Linked DNA regions of Sus scrofa: region 2 is linked to region 1. A link is a contact called in public Hi-C data. All regions are on one chromosome and are shown on one strand. Each heading gives the region's core, a stretch centred on a gene start, on an enhancer-like site or on the middle of the called end of the contact. The rest is flanking DNA. Distances are from core to core; before and after follow the strand shown. Region 1 holds the start of NOL12 (nucleolar protein 12). Region 2 holds the start of SH3BP1 (SH3 domain-binding protein 1).

The links. Hi-C and Micro-C count contacts between places; a contact is called where the count stands out from the background.
Region 2: a contact with region 1 is called in a Hi-C map of alveolar macrophages, with 2.6 times the contacts expected there. The contact joins the promoter of SH3BP1 here to the promoter of NOL12 in region 1. A contact is called at or near these places in 2 of 5 promoter capture datasets (fetal liver and skeletal muscle), 6 of 47 Hi-C or Micro-C datasets (alveolar macrophages, blood, embryonic fibroblasts and 3 more) and 2 of 2 datasets of contacts at active chromatin or transcription factors (alveolar macrophages and skeletal muscle).

The regions. Positions count from the first base shown.
Region 1 is chr5:10,140,882-10,148,354 of Sscrofa11.1, forward strand. It overlaps NOL12 (nucleolar protein 12), which reads right to left and starts at 3,275. Exons shown (of 6, transcript XM_003481552.4): 1 at 3,123-3,275; 2 at 989-1,094; 3 at 686-734; 4 at 41-183. The coding sequence starts at 3,205.
Region 2 is chr5:10,185,230-10,192,702 of Sscrofa11.1, forward strand. SH3BP1 (SH3 domain-binding protein 1) reads right to left here and starts at 2,654. Exons shown (of 19, transcript XM_021091504.1): 1 at 2,477-2,654; 2 at 1,228-1,270; 3 at 903-1,007. The coding sequence starts at 2,535. It overlaps GGA1 (ADP-ribosylation factor-binding protein GGA1), which reads right to left. Exons shown (of 19, transcript XM_021091505.1): 17 at 2,477-7,473; 18 at 1,228-1,270; 19 at 903-1,007.

The sequences.
Region 1 (7,473 bases), core at 2,025-4,524:
CCCTGCGTCCCTTCTTTCCTGGGCTGGAAGGGAGACCCACCTCAGGCGGAGTTAGTCCCAGCAGCCGGGCCCCCGAGAGGTCCAGGTCGCTGATGGTGGTCACGGTGACAGTGTGGTTGGGGTGGTCATACTGCACCGACTCTGTCTTTGCTGTCACTAGCCGGTCCAGTTCGTCTGCCTCCTCTGTGCAGGGTGGGTACAGGACCAGGCCTCAGTCCCAGGGCACAAGAAAGCAGCCCAGCCCGACACCCCGGCCCCAGCCCCAGCCCTCCTCTACTCTATAGGAGGGCATCCAGGAAGTCAACAGCTCCAGAGCCCGGCCTGCAGATGATGGCTATAAATGACCCAACTCTTCCCTCCATGCTCCAGGGAGACCTCAGACCACCTGGTCCCTACTTAGGACAAACCTGGTGTGACACCAGGAGATGCTACCACCCCTAGTCTCTCTGGACCTCAGAAACTGGGCTTTCTGTGCAGGATCAGTTTACCAAGAGGTATGGGTCTGCCCCTGGTCTCGGATCCACTGACATTTAGGGTGATCTGAGGACCACCCCTGGCCCCCAAGTCACCACCAAGACCCCTGCACGTCACATTTTGTGCAGCCCTCACACCCCCTCCCACCCACCAAGGGATAAGGAGACCCAGCCTGTTGGGTGTCCTCCAGGTAAGGCCAAGGGGGGCTTACCCAGAGCTTCCTCTCTCTCTGCCAGCATCTTCAAGTATTCCTGGTGGCGCTGAAACCAAAGGGAAGGGAACAGTGGGAGTGTGGCCTCTCAGTCCAGCCTCAGGCAGAGGCACTGCTCACCTCCAGGATGAGTGAGACCATGGCTGGATGTGAGAGACCAGGAAACCTTCCCCAGAGCTGGGCCCACAGCGACTCTATCCACACAAACTGCTCCCCGGGCCTGCCCACGCCGCCCCTCATCTGCCCATGGAGGCTGCAAGTGCCCCGGAAGTCAGACACTCTCCCACCCGCCCTCCTCTGTACCTCCTCCCGGAGCTTCTTCTGCTCCTCCTTAAGCCGCTGCTTGATCTCCTCAATGGCCGCTTTCTTCCGCTCCACCTTCCGCTTATGGAAGCCTGTCAGATACTCCCTACAGGAAAGAGGCAAGAGAGAAAAATCACATATACAGGTGGCCAACAAGCACATGAAAAAATGCTCAGCATCACTGATTATTAGAAAAATGCAAATCAAAACTACTCTGAGGTACCACCTCACACCTGTCAGAATGGCCATCATTAATAAGTCCACAAATAACAAAGGCTGGAGAGGGTGTGGAGAAAAGGGAACCCTCCTGCACTGCTTGTGAGAATGTAAACTGGTACAACCACTATGGAAAACAGTGTGGAGGTAACTCAGAAAATTAAATCTAGAACTACCATATGACCCAGCAATCCTACTCTTGGACAAATGTCTGGATAAAACTTTCCTTAAAAAAGACACATGCACCTGTATGTTCATTGCAGCCCTGCTCACAATAACCAAGACATGGAAACAACCTAAACGTCCATCGACAGATGAATGAATTAAGATGTGGTATATGTGCACAACGGAATACTACTCAGCCATAAAAAAGAACAAAACAATGCCATTTGCAGCAACATAGATGGAACCAGAGACTCTCATACTAAGTGAAGTAAGTCAGAAAAAGAAAGACAAATACCATATGATATCACTTATATCTGGAATCTAATATACGGCACAAATGAACCTTTCCCCAGAAAAGAAACTCATGGACTTGGAGAACAGCCTTGTGGTTGCCAAGGGGGAGGGAGTGGGATGCACTAGGAATCTGGGGTTAATAGATGCAAACTATTGCTTTTGGAATGGATAAGCAATGAAATCCTGCTGTATAGCACCAGGAACTATATCTAGTCACTTGTGATGGAGCATGGTGGAGGCTAATGTGAGAAAAAGAATGTGTATATATATACAGTTTTCTGTCACTTTGCTATACAGTAGAAAACAGACAGAACACTGAAAACCGACTCTAATGGATAAAATAAAAATCATTTTAAAAAAAGAAAAATCACAAGCAAGTCAGGATACAAGAAAAGAAAGTCTTGCTCCAGGAATGGGGGATGGGGAGGAGCCCATACCGCACTCACTAGGTGCCTGGCATCATTCCAAAAATGTACAGGTGTTAACTTGTCCAATCCTCACAGCAACCTGTGTAGTAGTAGGTATCCCATTTTACAGATGGGAGACACAGAGGCACAGAGAATGTAAGCTTAGGCAAAGAGAGGGAGATGCTGCCTCTCTCCTCTCTCCTCTCCAGAGCTCTCAGCTGCCAGCAACAGGGCCAGGTAGTGGGTACAGGGTGTGGGCCTCTGGAACAGGTAAGGGTCCCTTCTTTGCTGGTAAACTCCACTACCCAGTGAATTAAGCCACCTCTTAAGCCCTTGAGGGCTTTCAAGGCCACCCGCAACCAAACCTCTATAAAATCTCCATTGGACCAAGACCCCACTTCCCCAGGGCCCTCCTCCTGGGCACAACTATAGGTCGTGTTGATGCCATCCTGAGTTTCCAGATGATGCCCCAGGATTTCCCTCTCTCCCCCTATCTGATCGCAGCCCCTTCTCATTTCTCTAGAGCTGACTGCCCTAGGTTTTTCGCTGACCCACCACCATAAGCCCATGTAGCACTCTGAGTGGGGACGCTGATAGTCTGGACGCTGACGCTTAGGGGTCCAACTCAGGGGTCCCAAGACCTGACGCGCACAATCCAAAAGAGTTTAGTAATCGCCTGGTAAATAAATGAATGTAAGCCACTCATTTCATTCACTCATCATTCATAAATAGCTGAGTCTACTGCGTGCGGGGCCGCCGGCCTGGGTGGGGAAGATCAAAGCTGTCGCTCCAAGAACCCAGCTCCCCGCTCTCCGGCCGCGCAAATGGCAGCGCTGGCTGGTAGAGAAGCTGAGAAAAGAAGCGAGGGCGAGGCGGGGCGGGCGATTCCATTCCTCAGGGATGGGGGCCCAGGGCAACCGCTTCCTTCCGCGAGGGAGTTCCACACCTTGAAGAGAGGGCGGGACCGGAAGGGCCCTCCGCGGGAGCGTGGGCCGGCGGCCCTGGCCTTGGCCGGCGGCCCCAACGGGCTCTAGTCGAGCCTTAGCACTCACCGTCGCTTCTCCTCGTCGAAGCTCAGAATGAGCCGCGGCCGCCGGCTATCGCCATCTCGCTTCTTCTTCTTGTTTCGGCCCATAGCGGTAAGGCCTCGGCGGCGCGGCTCCCGCTCACCTGAGACACTTCCGGGTGTAGCACTTCCGGCGTCCCGGACTTGCCCCACAGCCGCGCTCAGTAGTTCCGCCCCGCTCACCAGACCCCGCCTTTTAAAGGGGCCGCCCAGCCTGTCTCCCCCGCACCTCCCTTCCGCGCATTAGAGGCAAAAATCCTTACCCCCTCGGCTGCTACAGCACTCATCCTACTCTTAGACTAGCAGCGGTGAGAGCGAGGCCCTAAAGTCCCAGCGCCTAGCACTGTGTCTCTCAGAGTGTTCAATACAGAGTTATTGGCGAATGGCCAAAGATTGCTGATTTTTTTTTTTCCTGGTCGCACTCTAGCATGTGAAAATTCCCGGGCCAGGGATCGAACCCTTCCTTGCCAAAGTAGCGACCTGAGCCGCTGCAGTGACAACGTGGGAAGCACCAGAGGTTGGAGGAGCTCAGGGGTGGCTCCTCCAGTGGAGGGATTCCCAGAGGAAGTGACCCCAGAACAGTTCGAGAGTGGGGATAACCCACTCTTAGGACCCATTGCTCTTCTTGGACAAGTGACTGGAGCCCAGAGAGAAGGTAAGCACACATATATTAAGTGCCTACTGTATGCCAGGTATACAAAGAAGGCAACTGTTATCTCAGAGAGGGGACGTGACTTGTCTAGAGTTACACTGCTGTTCTGTGGTAAAGCGAGACTTGACCTGGGTCACTGGCCTCATGGCCCAGCATCCTGGACCGCTAGCCTGAGGAATCACTCTCCCAGTAGCCAGCACACCCCATTGCCCTATGATAAATTTTGAAAGGAGCCATAGGCACACTGTCGGTGCAGCTCTCCATGAATGTTGAATCCATTTCACAAGGGTCCACTACCTGGCAGATTCTTTTGTGGGCGCTGAGAGTTTTCTTCAAATCAAGGGCACAGCAGGAGGCTGCCTGAATGATGGGGCTACAGGGTGATTAACTGACCCTCTGCTGCCCCCTAGTGGCCATGCCCCATGCCCTCCTTGGCACCCTCCCCCTAGGCAGAGCATTGTCCTGGCTGCAGTGATGCCCCCGACAGGAATGTCTCTTTTTGGGTTTTGGCTTGTTTTTGTTTTTATGACCACACCTGTGGCATATAGAAATTCCCAGGCAAGGGGTCTAATTGGAGCTGCCGGCCTACACCACAGCCACAACACCAGATCTGCGCCTCATCTGCGACTTACACCGAAGCCTGCAGCAATGCCAGATCCTTAACCCACTGAGTGAGGCCAGGGGTTGAGTCTACATCCTCATGGACACCATGTCGGGTTCTTAACTCTCTGAGCCACAACGGGAACTCCGATTATCTCTTTTTGTTACAGAACACAGGTTTGGCTGCTCGCTGCTCATAAGCCAATAATTTGAGAGGCAAATGTCAGTAGAAAGGCAAATCAGAAAGCTGGCAGTCTGGGGAGATGGTGGACTTGTGTCCAGTGACCAGCTCCAAAGATTCTGCTCAGCTGTGACAGTTCTTTTTTTTTTTTTTTTTCTTTTTAGGGCCGCACCCACGGCATATGGAAGTTTCCAGACTAGGGGTTGAATTGGAGCTACACCTGCCGGCCACAGCCACAGCCACAGTCACGCAGGATCCGAGCCACGTCTGCGACCTACACCACAGCTCACGGCAACACCGGATCCCCAACCCACTGAGCGAAGCCAGAAATGGAACCCTCATCCCCATGGATCCTAGTCGGATTCACTTCTTCTGCGCCACAATGGGAACTCTGCCGTAACAGTTTTTAAAGGGAAAAATGGGAGGGAAGAATCTCAGGGAATTATCAAGGCAGGAGGTTGGGTTCCGCATCAGTCTTCATTGCGTGCAGATGGCTGACTCTTTGGATTTATCTTGCCTGAGTGATCTACCTGCAGTATGGCTTAGGGGGGCTGTTGGGGATAGAGAGCGAGTCATTTTTTTCAACTGCTCAATTCTTCATTCTTCTTTTTATTTAGGAAAAGAATTGACAGTGTAGACAAGGCATGGTGTGCCTTCAGGAGAGCATAAATCAGGAGTTAGTTTCAGTTGCTTGGCGATCTCATACCTATAATTAGGTTCTTTTAAGGTTAGAAGGCAACAACGGGAAAGGGGCAAAAGAAGCTGTTTCACTTTGAGGTATGAAACGAGGCTCAGAGAGGTGCAGTCACTTACCTGAGGTCACACAGATGAGAAGAGCAAGTGCTGAAGGTGAAGCCCGAGTGGTTTAAGGACAGGGCTTTACTTAGTATCTCTGGACCTAGATTCATAGGCTCTTGGGACATACCAAGTCTTTTTTTTTTTTTTTTTTTTTTTTGTCTTTTTTAGGGCCACACCTGCAGCATATGGAGGTTCCCAGGCTAGGGGTTGAATCAGAGCTGCAGCCACCAGCCTACGCCAGAGCCATAGCAACGTGGGATCCGAGCCACGTCTGCAACCTACACCACAGCTCTCGGCAACGCCGGATCGTTAACCCACTGAGCAAGGGCAGGGACTGAACCCGCAACCTTATGGTTCCTAGTCGGATTCGTTAACCACTGCGCCACGATGGGAACTCCCCCACCAAGTCTTAAAAGAGGAGAAGGGAACCAAGATTTACAGAGCCAGGCACTGTGAAGTTCTCCACGTTATCTCAGTTAATCCTTGCAACAACCCCACAGGATAGATACTAGTATTAATGCAATCTGATAGATGAGGAAACAGGTTTCAGAGAGGTTGAGTAAGTGACCCTAGGATGCACGGTGATGGAGCTGGAGTTTGAACACAGGTCTGACTCAGAACCCAGTTTCTTTCCTCCCCAGCTAGTGGTCTTCTCCTTATCCGCCCCAGGACTTTCCTCCACCTGGTGTCCCAGTCCTGGTGTATTGCCAGCGTTCAGCCAGCATAGGGAGAATAGGTGGGACCAGAAAAGGTAGTTAGGAGACACTTTCTCCAATGTCCAGCAGAGGGCGTCCGTGCATAGCCAGATTTCCAAAGCTGTTTCTGGGTGGCCACGTGGGTGCCCCAGGAGAGCCTGGAGATTGGGTGTGGCTAATGGGCGGCTCCCCCATATGTGTTCCATCCTCCTTGGCCCCCTTATAGAGAGGTGCCTCCCTCCCGGAAGTGGACCCAATAAGATGCGAATCATCCACCCAAAAGGGCCCCCGTGCAAATAATGACGCCCATTTTATAGATGAGGAAACTAAGGCTGGGGGGGTGACAGAGACCTTCCCAGGGTTTCACAGCTGGTGCTGGCTGTCCTGGAGAGTGAGATTTGCCAAGCTCCAACCCCCAACACACCTCAGGAGACTGCCCTCCACGAGGACGCAGGTTTGATCCCTGGCCTCACTCAGTGGATTAAGGATCTGGCATTGCCATGAGCTATGCTGTAGGTTGTAGACGTGGCTCAGATCCTGCATTGCTGTGGCTGTGCTGTAGGCTGGCAGCTGCAGCTCTGATTCGACTCCTAGCCGGAGAACTTCCATATGCCGAGGGTGCGGCCCTAAAAAGAAGAGGAGCAGGGGAATGGTTGGGTTACCCGGCTATCAGCTCACATCCCATCATTTGGGGCTGGGTTAAGCATTGCTCTCCAGGGTAACAGAGCCAGGCTGATCTTGGAAAACATCCTCTGGAGATCGGGAGAGGCTCCTGGAGTGAGCCTCCTGCCCTCCACTGCTCTGCTGGGAAGGGGCTGTGCGTGGCAGGAGGCTTCTGGGAGCTGGAAGGCAGGGCTTCAAGTTGACCCACGTGCCTCTATTTCTAGGTTCTCTGCAGGGGCTGGCATAGTGCCCTCCACCCCGGTCCCTCCTATATAGAAACAGGCCAGCAATTGGTGCCAAGGCCCATCTTCCCAGTGTTGGGTTGAGGGTCCCAAGTTGGCCCAGAGAACCAGAGTTTCCAGACTGGCACCCTAGCTGCCCTTATGCTCAAGCATTGAGGTGTGTGGCCTGGTGCCACAAAGCTGGGCTGCCTGGTGAGCCCCATAAGGCTCAACTGGGCAGTCATCACTCAGAGTGTTTCCTCTCCTTCAGATTCGGCTAATACCACCTTAAGAGGTAGCGTAGGAGTTCTTGTCGTGGCGCAGTGGTTAACAAATCCAACTAGGAACCATGAGGTTGCGGGTTCAATCCCTGGCCTTGCTCAGTGGGTTAAGGATCCGGCGTTGCCGTGAGCTGGGGTGTAGGTCGGCAGCTACAGCTCCGATTAGACCCCTAACCTGGGAACCTCCATATGATGCAGGTGCAGCCCTAGAAAAGGTAAAAAAAAAAACGAAAAAAAAAAGAGGTA
Region 2 (7,473 bases), core at 1,404-3,903, 44 kb after region 1:
AGGCGGGAACCCAGGAGGGCCACAGTCGCAGGTGAGAGTGGAAGCCGGATGATGACCAGGCCTGGTGGAGGTGACATCTCCCTGTGACCGTGCACAGAGCCCCCGCCCGTCTGGGGTCCCCTTTCCGCCTTCCAGAAGCCACTGGATCGGGTAGGAAGGAATGATCAAGTCCCATCACTGAATGGAAAACTAAAAACAGAGGGCATGGGGCTTGTCCAAAGTCACACAGTTAGAGGGAGAGGGGAGGAGCCAGGAACACAACCTCAGAGGGGGCTCTTTCTCTTGGGGAGCTCAAAAGCCTCCTTGGCTCCCTACTGCTCTGGCCACACTGAATTGTTGCTTGATTACAAAACATGGCCCCTACATCATGCAAAGCACCTGCGTTGGTCAGAGAGACCAGAGTTCAGATCTCAGCCCTGCCACTTACTAGCTGTGTTACCTTGACTGAGTCACTCAACCTCTCTGTCTCCATTTCCGCCTCTGAACGCAGTGGTAATAATAGCAGCCTCCTTCTAGGGTTGTTTTCAGCATTAAGTAAGGCAACGCATCAGCGTATCTTAGCAACCCTTAAGTCCGTAAATACTGGAGGCTGATTGATACCATGAGTAACACCCCAAATCCAGCTCAAGTGACGCTTCCTTCAGGAAGCCCTCATGGGCTGCTCTGGGTACTGATTGGATGGAGAATTTCAGGTGCTGTCAGAGGCGTGGCTTTGGCTCAGAGGAGGCGGGGCCAAGAAGGAGCCGGGGAAGAGATAGGACCTCCTGAGTGGGCTGCCTAAGGGGCTTGAGACAGATCAGTCTCCATTCCTTGGTGCCAGAGACTCAGACTGGTGGGGAGACGCCAGCTCTGGGCTTGCTGCCCCCCTGCCCGGACCCCTCCTCCCCGGGACCCCCACTCACCACCCGCTTGTCCATGTCCGCCCCGCTCTGGCCCTGCAGACAGGCTTGCAGCCGTTTGTGGACATTGTGGGCTGCTCGCTTGGCCGGTTCCAGCCGCTGCTCCACCTGGGAGGGAGTCCTGGGGTTATGGATCCTGAGAGGTTGTCGGCCCCGTTCTGCCCCAGGGCAGGAACTACATTTCTCTCCTCTCTTCCTGGGGACCCCATGGCCTGCAGCGTGGGAATGACTCAACTCGGGCCCCCAACTGGCCTCCATGCCCCGCCCTCCGCTGACAATCCTGTGCAGGCCTGCCTGCCCCCTGCTGCCTGCCGGCCCGGGCACGTACCTGCTGCAGGTCCTCACCCAGGAACTCGGCTGTCTCCGGGGTGCTGCAGGGGGAAGACAGCTTCTGCTGAGCTGGCCCAGGTTAGGAACCCCCTGACTCCTCCTGCCCCCCCAAACAGGGCAACCGAACCCCAGGTGCTTCCAGTGCCCCCCCTGGTCAGGCGGCCCTGGGTGGCCCGCCTGCCTCATCCCGGTCGGAACACATTCCATGGGGGCGGGAGAGGATGCTGGGCTTTTTCCTCCTCCACCCAGGGCTGTGCCCTGAGCGAGGGGGAGGATGAAACCCAAGTGGGGACTCTCGGGGAGCCTCTCTCGTCTGCTGACCCGGGGAGGGGAGGGGTGGCCTGGGCTGGCCCCAAGAACGGGAAGTGTGTGAGCTCAGGCTCCTGGGCTGTCACCCAGGACCCTGTACTGCAGGGGTGGGCAGGCCCTGGGCCCCCTGCCCGGGGACATGTGGGGACACTGTGAGGACACTGTGGGGACACTGAGGCTCTGCGCAAGGTGGCCTCACTGCCCAGGCTCACACAGGTGTCTGTGTCAGCACGAGACCAGAGTAGGTCTGTGGACACCAGACCCCTCCCCTGGGCCCAGAAAATGAGAAACTCCCAGCACAGGGGGAAGAGGAGGCTCCGGGGGCTCCCCAAATTTCCGGCCCCTCCATGCCACCAGGGGCTGTGGTGGGAACAGAGGGACTTGGGACGTTTCCACCTGATGCTGGGAAAAGCAGAAGCAAGACCCAAGCCGGAGGCCTCTGGGTGAGGGGGAGGCGGGAAGAGGCCCGGGGCAGGACGGGGGCAGGCCCCTCCTCCCACCGTTGCCAGGACCCTGTCTCTTCCGCTGCTCCCCCCCTCCCCCCGGGGGTCTGGGGCCCTGATCACCCCTCTCCCCAGACCACCAGAGACGGTTAACAGTCCCCATTGTACAGAGGGGACAAGTGAGGCCAGGGGGTCCCTCCACTCAGGCTTTCAGGGAGACAGAGAAGACCCAGCATCTTTATCCTCCCCCACCCTCCAAGGGGGTGGGGGGGGGGCCCTTCCGTCAAAGGCCAGCGCCTGCCCCTCCTGCTCCGGCCGGGAGGTGCGGGTGACATCCAGAGGGCTCAGAGAGGTGGCCAGTCAGAAGTGGTCGTCCAGCTGTCCTTACCTCACCCCCACCCTCACCCCCCATCCTCACCCCCCACCCGCCTCCCCTAGGGTCCTGCGGGGTGGGGGGGTGAGGACGGGGCTGGAAGGCAGGGGGCGGACACTCACCGTCCCAAGCTGCCCGTCTGGGCCAGCTGCCGCATGCGATGCAGCTGCCTCTTCATCATCTTGCGGGCGGGCTGGGGGCCGCGGGGTCACGCTGGGGGTCGAGGGCCCGGCAGCCCCCCGGCCCAGCCTGCCTCTGCCCGCGGCGCCTCTCTCGCCCCGGATGGGTGGGCGGCGCTCTGCGCTTCCTGGGCCCGCCGCGCTCGGGCTGCCGCTCGCTCTCTCCTCCCCCGCTGGCGGCTCCGCCCCCGGCCCACAGGTCACTCCTCTCTCCAAGTTTGTTTTCTGGCTCTTTCGCGTCTTCCGGGCCCCCAAGGGCCCCCAGCCAATCCGGGCGAGCGTGGGTCCGCCGGCCGCTCGGCGGTCCGCAGGTCGTGGGCGCCGCCCCCTGTCCCCGCGCCGCCCCGCCAGCCCCCGTGGCGGGAAGCAGGTAAGCTCCCTTCCAGCCGCGCCTGCCCGGCTTCCTGGGTTCCTGCCCCACCCGTCGGCCTGCCGGCCCTGGGTTAATAACTCTGGCATCCTCCTGAAGGGGAAACAGGCCTCCATGCTTAGGAGGCCGAGGCCAAGGACGGATCCCTCTGGGCCTCCCACACGAGGCTCCCCTGGACTCCCTTCTCAAAGGACCTCCTGGTCATCCTGAGCCAAAGGTCACCCCTGCTCCCCTACTGGAAGATTGGCTGGAGGCTTTGGCTTCCTGGGGCCACCTTGCTGCAGCGTGCCCTTGGACCAGTCCCTAGAAGTCTGGGCCGAGGTCTCTAGAGGCCAGCTAGGTCGGCTGTCCTGACCTTGCCCACCTGGAAGAGGGGACAGGACACCCCTGCCTGCTCCTCCAGTATCCATGCTTCTGCTCCCGTGGCACGTTCACCGCCACAGCAAACCCTCCCAAAGCAGTCCCCAGACACCCGCGCTCTCCCAGCCCCAGTGGCTAGTTCCTGCCATCTGTGAAGTCCCTTCGGGCAGACTTCCTCAGTCCCTGCCCCAACTTCTGTAAGGCAATGCTGGGTGCTGCTCAGCCCCCCACCCCCACCTGAGTCAATGGTCGTTATCTCTTTGGGCCTCCACGCCAAACCGAGTTGGACCTGCAGTCAGTAGAGGCTCCATAACTGCTAGTCTTTTTGGTTTGGGTTTTTGTTGTTGTTGTTGTTGTTTGGGTTTTTTTTTTTTTTTTTTTTTTTTTTGTCTTTTTAGGGCCACACCCATGGCATCTGGAAGTTCCCAGGCTAGGGGTCAAATAGAATCAGAGCTGTAGCTGCCGGCCTACACCACGGCCACAGCAATGAGGGATCTGAGCTGCATCCATGACCTACACCACAGCTTGCAGTGACCCCCGATCCTTAACTCACTGAGCGAGGCCAGGGACGGAACACCCGTCCTCATGGATACTAGGTGGGTGCGTAACCCTCCAAGCCACAGTGGGAACTCCTCTAACTGCTAGTTAATACAAGACGAGAGCCTTTGGGAAACAGCAGGCGCTCTTTCCTCTGAACCCCTGCATCCCTGGGGGGAGAGGGAAGGGCCTGGGGAGAGTCCTGGCATACCCTCTGTGCACTCTGCCTTGGAGTTTCAGTTCAGTCTGAGAATTACTTTGAGGATCTGCTGTGTGTGGGTGGGCAGACTGGCACTTTGGAGGGCAGGACCTCCACCTCAGGCATCTCACTGTGCCCAGCATGGGCCCGGCACACAGTGAGCATGCGCTGGACGCTGGCTGGCCCTCCAGTCTTCAGAGGGAGCCAGGGTGGGGTGGGAAGGGGCTGCACAGGGAACTCCCAGCTGCTGTTCTTTGAGCCATCGGAGTGTGGCACCTGTCTGGAAGGTGGGAGATCTTGGATCAAAGGCTCAGGTCAGGGTGAGGGCATGGATCCCAGGCAAGGTTCCCTCCCACCAGCCTCCTTCTCCCAACTGGAAAGCCCATGGGGAGGATTCTAGAAGGGGGCAGGCCTTGAGAAATGTGTCCACGAAGCAAGACATCGGAGCCCGGTGTAGACGTGGTATCACATGGGGCCAGGATTTGTAATGCCTGGGTTCTAATCCACCTTGCTCACTGGACAGATCCCAGAACTTCATGGTGACTCAGTTTACCCTGCCTCTGATATGGGCACAACCTACTGTGTGCAGAATTAGGAAACCGAAGATTCCCAAGGCAGCAGGTGCCATTCTCCTGCCATCTGAGAAATCTCCAGCCTTCATGGTGTCCCCCATGCTGGTCCAGCCCTGCCTTTGGCCCAGACCACACCGGTCTGCGCCTGTCCATGTCACGAGCTGTTCTGAAGGTCCCTGAAGGCAAGGCCTGGCTTCTACCTCTGTCCCTCTTGTCTTGCCCAGGCCTGGGCCCCCAGCTCGTCTGCAGAGGGGCCAGTCCATGTGGGCTGTAGCAGCAGCTGCTGTAAAATCAACTGAGCCACTTAATCAGGCCACCTGAGCTCTGGGTCTCCCATCTCTGCCCCCCTCACATCCAACCCAAGAGCCTTTGCAGGAGAGGCACCTGGCTCCTCCTTGTCCACCCTGGGTGGGGCAGCTCTACCTTTTGGCCGGGTGAGGGGCATATTTTAGGGCATATTTAAGCCCGAGCACACTCAGATGTTGACTCCCGAGAAGATTGGAAGTCCTGAAGTTTGGATCATAGGCTCTTTCATCAAAGGATGTTGCCATCAGACTTCTGGACTCAGAAGTTTATTGGTGAATGTCGAGATCACAGTTTTGGAACTGCAGGTGCCTCGAAAGCGACCTCAGAGCTCAGCAGCCAAGCCCTTCTCCAAGGACTTGGCTGGGGCTCCTCCCAAGGAGGGCCTGGGTCTTGTCTGGCTCTTGCTGACGTCAGGGGCTTAGCAATGTGCTGTAGTCACAGGAGCTCAGTGAACACAGGTGGCTTAATGGCCAGCGAAGACGTCGCATCAGTGATTTCCAGCCCAAGAGACAGCAAGAACAGAGCTGAAGGGTGTGGATGGAGCCAACTGCGGGCTCAGCGGGGCAACCTGGGGAGAGGGAGTTCCTTTCTGAGCCTGCATCCTCCTCCGTAATTTGAGGATAATAATAGCATCTACCTGATGGGTTGTCGTGAGGGTTAAATAGGTTAACATGTAAGATGCCTACATCAGTTCCTGGCCCTGTTTCTTTCTTCCTCCAGCCTGCAAAGTCAGGAATGGGAAAACCCTAGAGCCTCATTCCTGCCTCAGTTGCCCCCCCCCCACATGTGTCCTGCCCCCTGGGGACAATGACTTATCATCACGTACTTTTGCACATTCTGCAGTGAGGTGGTATCTGTGGTTTTATAGGTGAGCAGATCCAGACTCCTGGCAGGTCCCTGGTCCGCCGAGAGGCTCAGTTAGAAAGCAGATCTGACTGGCTCCAAAGCCCCATGTGCTCTCCTGCTGGGCCAGATGGCGCTGCCTGTAGACTCCAGAAATGCGCAGCCCTGCCCCCCAGCCCCGCCTTAATCCCCGGGGCTGCTTCTGGGGCCCAGAGGCTTTAGTAGATTGCAAAAACCTGTGACAGTCTGGGAAACGTCTGCTGGTGGAGCTCCAGCAGGATGTGGGCAGGGAGGCCAGTGGCCGGCACTGAGGTGGCGGCAGCAGGGGTCAGCTGTGGGGCCGCAGGACCCAGCGAGAACATCCCATTTTAGTGACTTGATAGGTCATTTGTGGCCATTACCGGTGCTGCCCTACACGTGGAGGCTTCCGCCCAGAGCAGCTAGGCCTGTGGTGTGATTTCTGGGGTTCTGAAAACTCCCTTGCCTCCTCTTCAAGCCAAAAGGACTTGCCAGGAAACCCCGGGTGGGGCGGAGGCAAAGGACTCCACCAGCACCCTGACCGCCCTGGAGAGTGCCCTTAACCTGGGTCCCACAGGGCAGCGGCTGATGGGGGCTGGGCAGGGCGGGCTCCGAACTGGGGGACAATGTGCTGTTTGAGGGGCCCCTCATGGGACTTGAGCCCTACTGTGCACCCTCAGGCACTTTGTACGCTCCCTGAGCCCCAGTTCCTGCTGTCACGGGGCAGCTGAAGGGAGAAGGGCACGCTGCTGGCTGAGCACAGTGCCCGGCCTAGGGCTGCCTCCCCTCTCGTCTGCCTTGCTGGCCTGTGCCCCTGCGAGGGGGGGCCTGCAGAGAATCCCTGGGCGCTGGGACATCAGGGAAGGCCAGCGGTGGCTTCTGTTTCTCTTGGCTGCTGTGAACAGATGAGCAGTGTGCTGCGGTTGCTATTTAAAAAAAAAAAAAAAAAAAAGCAGCTGCTGCCTCTAGCCGCACAAATAGAAGTGGAAGTGTGGCCTCAAGCCTGGGAAGTCCCAGCGCTCCTGGGGTGGGAGCTCTGAGGACGGGGCTGTGCCTGGCACGGGAGCTCCTCCAGAGGCGCCTACAGGATGGACAGACGAGAACAGAGAAAGTGGGTGGGTCTGAAAGACAGAGGGGATCTCCCTGCCCCTGGGACATCCTGGGTCACCCCAAGCCGACAGCCTGGGAGACCCTTTGGCCCCAGGACTCTTCAGAAGGCCTCGGAGGGGCCTGACAGCTGTATCCCTACACCCTTTCAAACAAGGAACCTAAAGGCCAGAAAAGGAAGCACCTTGTTCAGTCACACAGCCAGCCAGGGACCCCGCGGGAAGAGGCCCAGGCTCCAGCTGGCAGTCACACCAGCCCTCCCACGGCCAGTAGACTGCGTGCCCAAGAGGGTGTTTCTGAGACCCCAGGGAGAATGTTACAGCAAATAGGGGAATGTTACAGCAAATAGGGTTTTGTTTCATGTAGACGAAGAACCTTCCTTTGGAGTTCCCGTTGTGGCTCAGTGGGTTAAGAACCAGACTAGTATCCATAAGAATGCAGGTTCAATCTCTGGCCTTGCTCAGTGGGTTAAGAACCAGACTAGTATCCACAAGGATGCAGGTTCAATCTCTGGCCTTGCTCAGTGAGTTAATGATCTGGCATTGCTGTGAGCTGAGATGTAGGTCACAGATGAGGCTCGGATCTGCTGTTGCTGTGGCTGTGCTGTAGGCTGGCAGCTGTAGCTCCG